Regions from separate parts of the Gasterosteus aculeatus genome. Here region 1 is linked to region 2. The links are chromatin contacts, called in public Hi-C maps. All regions are on one chromosome and are shown on one strand. The core of a region is the stretch at or near the end of the contact, and the rest is flanking DNA. Distances in the headings are between cores, read along the strand shown.

Region 1 (5,114 bases), core at 1,450-3,949, 150 kb before region 2:
ACTCACCACAGCCATTCAGGAGAGAGATCAGGGCCTCCACCGTCATGCCAAAAGAGTAACTGTCCCGGGAGTGAGCGTGTTTATCCGGAAGCATTTTAAAGTCCTCAACCTGTCGATGACGTGTCTATTATGAGAGAGGTTCTACGAAAAGGGAGGCGGTCTTCCATTTAACCTTTGACCTGCTTACCTGCTCTTCTGGAGGAATGCAGCTGGCTTCCCTCACATTACGGATGCTGGCGAGAAACTGAGGAGTTGGAAGATAAATTAGGGAATCGAAACATTCAAACGTATTTACAAAAAAGGTTTTCAAATATCTGACCCGGGTGCGTCGTCCCGGTCTCTTACCTCAGGCGTCGCTTCAGAGAACTTGCAGACGGTATCCATCCCCCCCAGTTTCCAATGACCATCTTCACTGACAAATACTGATGAAATGCAGACGTTGTTGTGGCTTGATTTACCCTGGTGGTTAAGAAATAACATTTAGGAACTTATTTAGGAAACTTGTTAGTCACAGACGGACACCAAATGGCAACAAATACTGCGATACAGCACCTCAGCAGTTACTGTTCATACTAATGCCATTGTTCAAATAAAACATCATACACAATTCAAGCTGAACAAGCTTGGAGGAATAAGACAGCATCCTGCAAATTCAGACAAACGTGATCACATTACATTTACAGTCGCCTCCGTTAGGACAATTTTTCCGGAGGACTTTTTCCGCTCCACTGCTTGTTTTCCGCTCACCCTCTCGTGCAGAAACACAAGTGCCTGCAGGAGGTCGTAGATGCCGGCGCAGACTTCCTCTGGGGACAGACCGTCCAGCAGCAGCTCCAGGGGCTGGACACGCTCCGTCACCAGGTGGATGCCGCCGTCCTGCACCGAGCACGACAGGAAGCGCAGCAGACACGGGTGCCTCAGAGTCTTCAGGTGCTGCAGGAAATTAAAAGTAGAAAGTCAGAGGGGAAGGGGGGGGGAAGAAGAGAAGGGAACGTGGGAACTGATGCGGCCAGAATGCCACAAACAACAGTGACCAAAATAGAGACCTCAGTGAATGGAGGGCATCAGATAGCCTTTGGTTGGTATGTGATGTCATGATTGAGATGCTACCTAGTTTGGTGCGTGGGGGGGTCTGAAGCCTAGGACTAAGTAGGACTACCTGAGCAGCTTTGTTGACTTTGTCCTCGTTGCCCCGCTTGTGAACAAACACGGACACGGGCTTTCCATCCTGCAGCATCGCAGAGTGCACGGTGAGTCCGGAGGGCAGAGTAAGCAGCGGCTCCTCCAGGGTGCAGCTCCGCACCGCGCTGCTCTCCGCACCCATGGCCGCGCTTATTCCTGGTAGCGGGGAGGGGGAGAAAGGGGGGAGAGACACAAAGCAATGTTGTCAGTCGCTGAGCCCGCAACCATGGCCACGGGGCACACACACTTATGACGTTACCTATTTCGCCGTAGTGGAGTCACCGCCGCTGTTTGGGGAGTTAGCTAGCTAATGTTGTGTTGTTAGCTAACCTGGGCGCTACGTTAGGCGGCTCGTCATCGCTGCGCGTGTCAGTGGCCCTTCCGCCTTCAGGCAATCGTGCCGGTCGCGGCGTGGTCGATCCGGTGCGTTTTCAACAGGATTTACTCTTTGTTAGACAAACGTAAGATATTGCGTAATACTGTTCACTTCTACGTGAATCAACGACGCTAACGTGGAGCGACGGCAGCACAGTAAACACGGAGTCTTCCGGTTAAAGACGGAACCACGTAGCAGGGGACACTGCTACTTCAGAAAATGTTGGAAATGAATCACTGACGTTTATTTCCTTATTTTTGGGGAAATTACTCTTATTACTGGGCAAATATATAACACATGGTCAATTACATTTAACGTTAATGTGCCCAAAGTTACGCTTTTAAAATCGTATAAAACCCATGTCCCCGCTCTAAAACACAATGGTTGCAACCAAAGTGGTGCGAGAAAACTGTAGCAACCAGCTTATGTTGACAAAAATGAAAGTTAGAAGCTGTCCGAATTGGACATCAACTAAGTCCTCGCCCTCGGCAGAGATGCGTCCGGTCTTCCACCATTTGTCTTTTTTGGGGTCCCCAGTACGAACAAGTTGGGACGCTATTTTGAACCCGGGAATGAAAGCGATACCAGCTGCGGGTTTCAGTTGTACCACGTGGTCATGTGCTTCAGTGACAGTTCTTAAAATTGTGCTCTAATATTCTGCTGATTACGGTTCACTCTGCTCTAAAAATGTCTTCCCATCTAAAATGTACTAAATGCGTTCAGTTCAAATGACTGAAATGTGAGTTATCTTGAAGTGATCATTAAAATGTTCTTAATTACCGATCAACTTAAAATCAGTTGAATACAAAACAGTAATGAAAAGGTTCATTGAAATTGTATTTCATGTCTACTTTTGGTCAAGTTTTTATTTTATATGTGTTCAACTCCAATTGTGTTTGCCTTTTGCATTGTCACTGTGTTTACAAATATACAAATTAAAACCGTGACACTTGACACGTTGAAGTGAGGTCATGTTTCCAATACTGTGGCTTTATTAACTGTCATATGCATAAATATACATAAAAAGCACAATCAAATAATATTATCTTTGTATCAGACTTAAATCCATTTCACAACTGCACAAGTCAGCTGTTATTTCAGTTGCAGATATCCGTTAGTTTCCTCTTTAAACGGAAAGAGCATCACTCAAGTTTCACTTCCGCAACAAACGAAAAACATCTTTTGTCAGAGGAAGTGATGATTTTCACCAGATGATGATTTGGGCAAGTTACCTTAGTAACTAAACAGCAGCAAAAAACCAACCCCACTCACTCTCGTGTAGCAGCAGGGGACGACATGGACGAACTCGGTATGACATGTTTTACGTTATTCTTCTATTGTGGACACGTTGTTCCACATACAATGATTCATTTGATTCTCAAATATCCAGAGAAAGATGATTTAAGTGAAAAGAATAATTGATTATAGAATAAGAGGATGGTGCTTTATTCTGTTTCCCACAACTAGTCCCTCTTGGGAGCAGCTAAAAGCAGTTCAGCCTGTAATAATGTAAATTATTTCTTCTTACACTACTCTGTGACTTTGTCTTGATTTTGTACTCTCGTTTTAATAATGCTGGTTGGTATTTGTCAACGTCTGCCTTTTTTAGCTCATAAATTGTATTGTGTTTTTGTTGGGCTTCATTGATCATCAAAACATACAATTTATGTCCTGGAATAACAATACAAACATGTATTCACTTTCACTGACGATAAATTAGAGAAAGTTCAGATTTTTGTAATTTATGTGACATAAGGGTGATGACATATCAGAGGCGATGGTGCTAAAACATCTCTTCATTGAGTGAAATTAGCCACACACTGAGTTTTTCACAGCTCTCAACATTACGACAACTTCACTTCTGCAACACGCGGAACCGTCACTTCCTGAGGAAGCTACGATTCTTGAGGCAGCTTCAGAGCCATCACTTCTCATGTCACATCGGGGTCACATCTTCCGGCGTAAACGTTTACACCCAGGAAGACGGCCGATGTGTTGTCTGAATGCCGTATGATTGCCCGTGTGTTTCTGTCCACGTGTGTGGTTAGAAGATTCATGGCCTGTGTCCTGCCGCAGATTTGCTGTTGGAAGAGTTGGCCCTGAATTCCGCGCGCTCCGAAAGCGCCGGAGGCAGCAAAGGTGCCGCGGCTGCAGAGGTGGAGAGACACCGTACCCGAACTTTTTTCATCGTCGCCCATTTCTGTGGGAATCAAACTTGAAATCTCACACTCTCTAAAGTCATTTGTCATCTTGTCCACAGGTGTCATGTGCAGTTAATAGTGGACTTACCAAAAAAGAGAAAGGCCCAGTCTGCTCCAACGTGTACAGGTGAAGCACAACACCGTCGCTGACGTCCCTGATTCACATAATCATTGTAATCGTGTAAACGGTGAATACAGGAAAAAGGAGATTACTTAAAAGGATTTGCTTGAAAGGGATTCTTGCGCTGCTGGTAATGTACAAGAGCTCCAGCTATTGTGCACAATGATCTTACTGATCTAGTAACGTCTCTAACTTTATTTCAATGTTAGACATGTTTATTATTAGACATTCAGAGACAGATCTCCCTCCAGAAATAATAGAAAAGACCCCATATCATAAGTACACCCCTCTAGGCTTCTGTTCCTAGTTCCTAACTCTTAAATCATTGTAAAAAACCTTTTTGGAGACACAGTTTTCCCTTAAAAGGAACTCGTACAGTGGAGTCACGGGGTAGTTATTATTCCTGCAGATTAAATCATTATATCATGTGATTTCTAATTTCCCTTCTCTGGCTTTCAGTGATCTGCCGTCTTCGGTAGCAGCTTCCCCGGCTCTTGACTCTCCAACTAAGGAGCTGGACGCTATCTTGCAGGGTTTCCTGGACCTGGAAGAAGTGGTCAGTGAAGTGTTTGTGAAGTGCATATCTCAAAATAGTTCAAAAATATTTATTGTGGTTTATTAAAGAAACAGGAACGTATGGTCCATATAAAGGGGTGATGAATATGGGACAATCTTGTGTGCGAAGAAACTTTCCAAACATGAGCAGCATTAAGCCGGTTCACCAACAGGGGGCAGCATTGCACTAATTCCAACGCTGCACAGCCTCAAGCAGCACTTCAGTATCGGAGCATTGAGCACTACTTCAAAAAGATACATTAATCATTGTATCCAGCTAAAAACAACAGATATTTGTATGTTTTGTCATTTAGGACCCAGTGTCTTCAACAACCCCTCCGCCTCTCAGGCAAAAACAGTTTGTGAAAAGGAAAACAGAAGGTGGACAAGGGGAGAACCAGGAGAGCAGCAGCAGCACAGCAGCTTCAGATGCAAACGAATCGACCACGGGCAACAGAACTGAAACAATCGACGAGCTGCTGGGAGGGCTGAGCTCTGACTTGGAGAAGATCGGCGTACGCACCACGGCCAAGGGCCATTGTGCTTCCTGCAACAAATGCATCGCAGGAAAGGTTAAAAAAAAAAAAGAGAATCCAGCTAAACAAATGCAAAAGAATTTAAATCCAGAGAAATCGACATGACTGCGTGATAACGGGCCGTTTATTCGCCACCTTCCCTC
Region 2 (4,987 bases), core at 2,184-4,683:
CATGCTTGCTGTACGGTGGTCATGTCTCGTTCTCAAACATTCACATGGATGCTTGAAACAAATACACAAAGACACATTCGCTTTTCAGGAATTAGCAAGTAAGTAGGTCTGTTGGTGTCTAAAGTTACACACGTATCCTTAAGTAACACACCGAGTCATTCTTTGCCACAGTTACTGGTGTGAGACATTTATAGGAGCCTGCAGGACCCATTTAATACACAAAATACCATTTCGCCGCACTTTTATCAAGGATGTAAACCGCTGACCCGTGATGATGTGACTGAAGCTACGCTGCATGTTCTCCGAGTTTCTGCCTGAATAAATAGCTTATTTCCCCCAAGACGCATGTAGGAAATCCCTCCCGCCTCAGGGACGCTGCAGAGTTCATCCACAAGAGCGAGCGCCAAGCCGAGGTCACATACTGTGAAGATAAGCACCGTAATTAAACAATTAGCAAGTGAGCGACGCGTGCGTGAGGTCAAGAATCAGGCTTTGCCGCCATTTGAACGGGGTCGGCGGTGTTGCTTGGAGACCATGCCGCTCGTCATTGCACAAACTGCCAGTTTTGGAGCATGCACACGTTTGCTTCCTAGCAGAGAAATAGATAGAAAGATTGACACCTCTGCCTGCGTTTGGCCGTTAAATGTGCCAACTTTGACTGAGAGGAGGAGGAGGACACGACTCGCCTGCCTCCGTGCAAAATATTAAAATATGCACACCAGCACCTCTGTATTTGCCACAGGACAGAGCCAGGCCTGCCGTTTCCAATCTTTATGGAAAGCTACGCCGAGTCGAGCTATCATCTCCTTTTCCCAGGTTCATATTTCATACAGAGACACATGGTCTTAGTCCGCTCATTATCATCCACAAAGCAAATAGTCCAACACTTTAAAAATATGTGTTGATTTCTTTCAGTAGGACAGCGATACACACAAAGCGTTTGGATTTGGATATTTTAAAAGGCCCAGGGGGAACGTGCACCGCGGTTAGCCAACAGAGAAAAGCTTAAGTGCTTACTGGGAAAACCCTGGCTGACTGGTCGGGTCCTTCTTTAGCTCCCAAGACCAGAGCAAACAGAAGAAATCATCCACCCATCTGCTCGGAAATAGCAGCAATACCAAAGTTCCCTAAATTCAACTCTTGAATGCGGAATAAACCGATAGGTATTCTTAGAATATTCTCAGTTTGTGCAGTTGTCAAATTGAATGTGCCAAATATTGCCATTTGGCTTCAGAGTATGAGGCGCTGTGTATTTGAGGCATTCCTGGAAGGCTATGTGTAAGAGACTGGCAGTCTGGGCTGTGATGAGTAACAGCTTACCGCAAGGGAAAGAAGGGCTGGCATGTGGGCTGCATGGATGGATTGTCTGTGTTTGTGTGTGTGTGTGTGTGTGTGTGTGTGTGTGTGTGTAGTCACGTGTACATACAGTAGATGTGTTCAGAAAGTGCAGCGACTTTCCTTTCACTTTATTCAGTATATGAATTTGAGCGGCGTCGTCTTGCATCTCTATCGCCTCAGCAATGTGTTGGAGAGGCAAAAGCAGAGTATCAGTGAGGTCACGGTGACACAGACGGATCCTGCATTGGACGTCAGAGTTTCGGAGCGGAGGGAGAGCCAAGAGAGGTGGGCTCAGGAAAGAGACAAGGACTTTCATTCAGCCTCCTCGCGGTGCCGTCTTTCAACGTGATCTTCTTACTCTTTCCCCCCAGCTCCTCAGCCCGATCTAGACCTTAACTCCAGCGAGAAGAGGGAAACAGCCATACCTCTAAAGCATTTAGCGTCTTCAATCACAGGTTTTACTAATTGAACTCAAAAGAGTCCACGCTGCACTTGTTTCCATCATCAACGGCACCTCAGAGGCCGCTATTTGTTCTGGCATTGCCTGGTGGCGAGAGATGGACAGCCAGCATGCAGACGCACAGCCTCAGGCTTTATTACACTGAGAGAGAGCGTGAGGGGGGCAATGATAAGGCCCGGCCTTTGCACAGACACACACTCACATCACATGCTTGGAACACACACACACACATACAAATACAGGGCATGTGTTTGTGAGATATTTGTTTCAGTGCCAAGCCCAAATGTTCAACCTTTATCGTGAGAATTTATTAAAGTCAGAATAAAACTACCCGGATGTCGTCTAGCATGCACGCCGTATTGAAATCCAATTCAACCGCTGCAAAAAAGGCAGGATGGCCTACATTTTGAAGCCTTTTCTTATAAGCCACTCTCTACCCCCCCTGTTGGTTTATCCATCCACGTCCGTGGAGGGGAGTCAGGGTAGAGGTTGCTGGTTCAGTGTTTACCAGCCTCTCCCACACCCGCTCTCCTCACAATGTCCTTCCTGTCGTCCGAGACCAGCTCAGACAGGTGGGATCAGCACCCATTATGTTCTTTAAGACGTGTGCACACAACCAACAAGTAAACTCCAGGTTTAGAGAACTGGTTCGGCAGACAACACATAGCATGGAGACACACTCATTAATGGAGTCTGTACAGACTGGGGGTGTAACTAAGAGGATTGTAGCCCCTTACACCCATCTAGTGGTTACTAGAACAATTGTAGCTTTTGATATTCCCCGCCGTCAATGTCAAGGGAGATGTTTCTTCGGGTTCTTTCTCCAACGTATATTTTTTACTGGCGTTGCGACTGACGCCACTGCAGAAGAAGAGGCTTAAATCTTTATGAAATCACAGCCAATGCAGAACTGGTTACAACCATAGGAGGACCATAGACTTAGGAGTTGTATCAAAAATGTGGAATCAGGGATCACCCCAAAGTTCGAAGGAAAATCCAACCTCAAACTAAATTGTCTTTATTTGATCATTTTGGATGGTTAACACTTTATCTCCAATAGAAACATCTATTTCCATAAACAGGAAATTAAAGTTAGAAGAGAGAGAGAGAGAACGAAAGAGAAAGAATACGTTTGAATTATTGAAACCACGTACTAATTTACCTGGCCTTATATCTTTATATAACTTTAGGCTGATTTGTAACACTTTTTGTAGCTAGCCACATTAGGTTAATAAAACACATCATTCAAAATCAAAACTGTTTGTTCTGTGCTAAACACTGCCATCGAAATATCACAATAATCAATTATATGATAGTTGAGAAACAACATATGTCTTTCGTTCCCCATTTCACTTGTGTTCATGGTCTATATTCATAACATGCTACAAATTTAACAGAAAAAAAAGAAATGTTTTATACTTTGTCACAACAGTGTGCAGTCGGCGTTTGGGAAGAGGTTCTGTAAAACATTGTGCTACAAAAGTATCATATAGGAAGTGTGTATTCATTTTGAAATTATGTGTTTGCTCTGTTTTTTTGTTTATGTGTTTTTGTGTGTTGAAAAACTGTAATACAGTTGCGCAGTTACTAGAACAAATGTGAGTTATTCATTTTTAAATGTTGGGTGGAACGAAAAACATCACCTCTTGTTTCTACCGGTCTGCAGAAACGGGCGCACTGGCGGTTTGCTTCAAAACATTATGGCGTCGAAAAGAACATCAACAGTGCCAAGTACTTTTAAAAGTACCGAAGCTAAGAGGTACTTTAGTCCTCGTATAACTACGTTACTTCCTTTTCTTTTTACCGGGTATCGTGTGATCCGTCGATTTGTGGCCAGTTTAATTTTAGAATGAATTAACTAACGTAACGTAAGAAAAGAGCTAGCATTAGTCAGGCTAACAAATACTTTTATTTAACCTTAATACGCTATACCGTTGATTTTATGGTGTATTATTTAGCTAAAAACATGACCATTCGCACTGCTGTACCAGACATACAACTAACGAGCAGGCTGGAAAAGCAAATGTAATAAAGGATCGTGTCGGTAGACATTGTGAGCTAACTTGTTAGCAAAGCTTTGGGTTTCAAATTCAATAGACACACAGTCGTCTATTATTTTGTAATTTGTAGATTTGGTTTAATTAGACTCCTTTTTGCTTTGTTTTCAGCTCGAGTAGCGGGAGCAATGCTGGTAACCACAACATCACCGGAACTGGAAAGAAAAGTGCTAAATGTAAGTGTTGTTGTTCTAACGTCAATTGATTACACATCTGTCGCTTATCAGACGGCTGCCAGTAACCTTACTTGACCGTATGCCAACAAACTCCAGTTCAATCTTTGAAACAATCCTTCCAGATCCTTTCCAGATAAAACCATTTAACGTGAAATCACCTTGAATTATGTCGATGATAATATCCAGTGGATGAGACGTTGTCTCAGTAGGAAAGTGTTGCCATATAATGGTGTATACTCAATATCTTTCAAAAACTATATTATAATCTGCTTTTTACACTTCGTCAAAGCCTTACAACATTCAACAATGAGAACAGTGTTGTGAAAGTGCTCATTTTAACTAGCTTTTCTCAAGCTGGTATTCTTCAACAATGGGTTTTTCCTTTTGTATCTAATATTTGATCTATGATACGAGAAATTTACAGATATGTTAGTCATTTAACTTTCAGGAATTCATTTTATTTTGTCAACGTCTTTTCGTAAACGTTTAGCAAGTGGAACTATCGTCAAGTCTCGATACATGCAGCCTGCTGAGAAGACATCGCTTTCAAAGGTAAAACTTTTTTATTTGTCAATAAAACAAATGTGTTTTACTCATGGCGACCCATCTCAGTTAGTATATAGACCTGCCAATACTCAATGATAAGTATAATTCTGCCTGTGTTGGTCAATGCTGTTCAGGAATCTGTCTTTTGGCACATTTTTTCTGGTAACACATGTGTATCTCATTGCACCCCTTTTAAACATTTCCAGAGTAACTCACTGACCAACGAGTCTATTGCTGCTCCGCCGCGACCTTCCTCACCAAAACCCAGCGGTGTAAAACCGAGAGTGGGCACTCCGCCACGACGCTCAATGGCCCACCAGACTCCAGGAACATGTAAGTGATTCAAACACTGGAAACTGTCCACGTCAAATCTCAGCGTGAAAACCGGCACTTCTTTATAAGTGTTGTTT

What was found. A called contact is a pair of places that touch in the nucleus more often than the background predicts.
Region 1: a contact with region 2 is called in a Hi-C map of skeletal muscle, with 3 times the contacts expected there. The contact joins the promoter of lpxn here to the promoter of haus8 in region 2. A contact is called at or near these places in 2 of 6 Hi-C or Micro-C datasets (skeletal muscle and whole body).

What each region holds. Positions count from the first base shown.
Region 1 is chr8:18,120,807-18,125,920 of fGasAcu3.hap1.1, reverse strand. lpxn (leupaxin) reads left to right here and starts at 2,699. Exons shown (of 9, transcript XM_040184115.2): 1 at 2,699-2,867; 2 at 3,635-3,714; 3 at 3,819-3,886; 4 at 4,340-4,436; 5 at 4,750-5,007. The coding sequence starts at 2,855. scyl3 (SCY1-like, kinase-like 3) reads right to left here and starts at 2,339. Exons shown (of 14, transcript XM_040184112.2): 1 at 1,442-2,339; 2 at 1,160-1,338; 3 at 748-933; 4 at 346-459; 5 at 188-244; 6 at 7-109. The coding sequence starts at 1,324.
Region 2 is chr8:17,970,290-17,975,276 of fGasAcu3.hap1.1, reverse strand. haus8 (HAUS augmin like complex subunit 8) reads left to right here and starts at 3,433. Exons shown (of 10, transcript XM_040185154.2): 1 at 3,433-3,557; 2 at 3,967-4,031; 3 at 4,522-4,583; 4 at 4,784-4,910. The coding sequence starts at 3,499.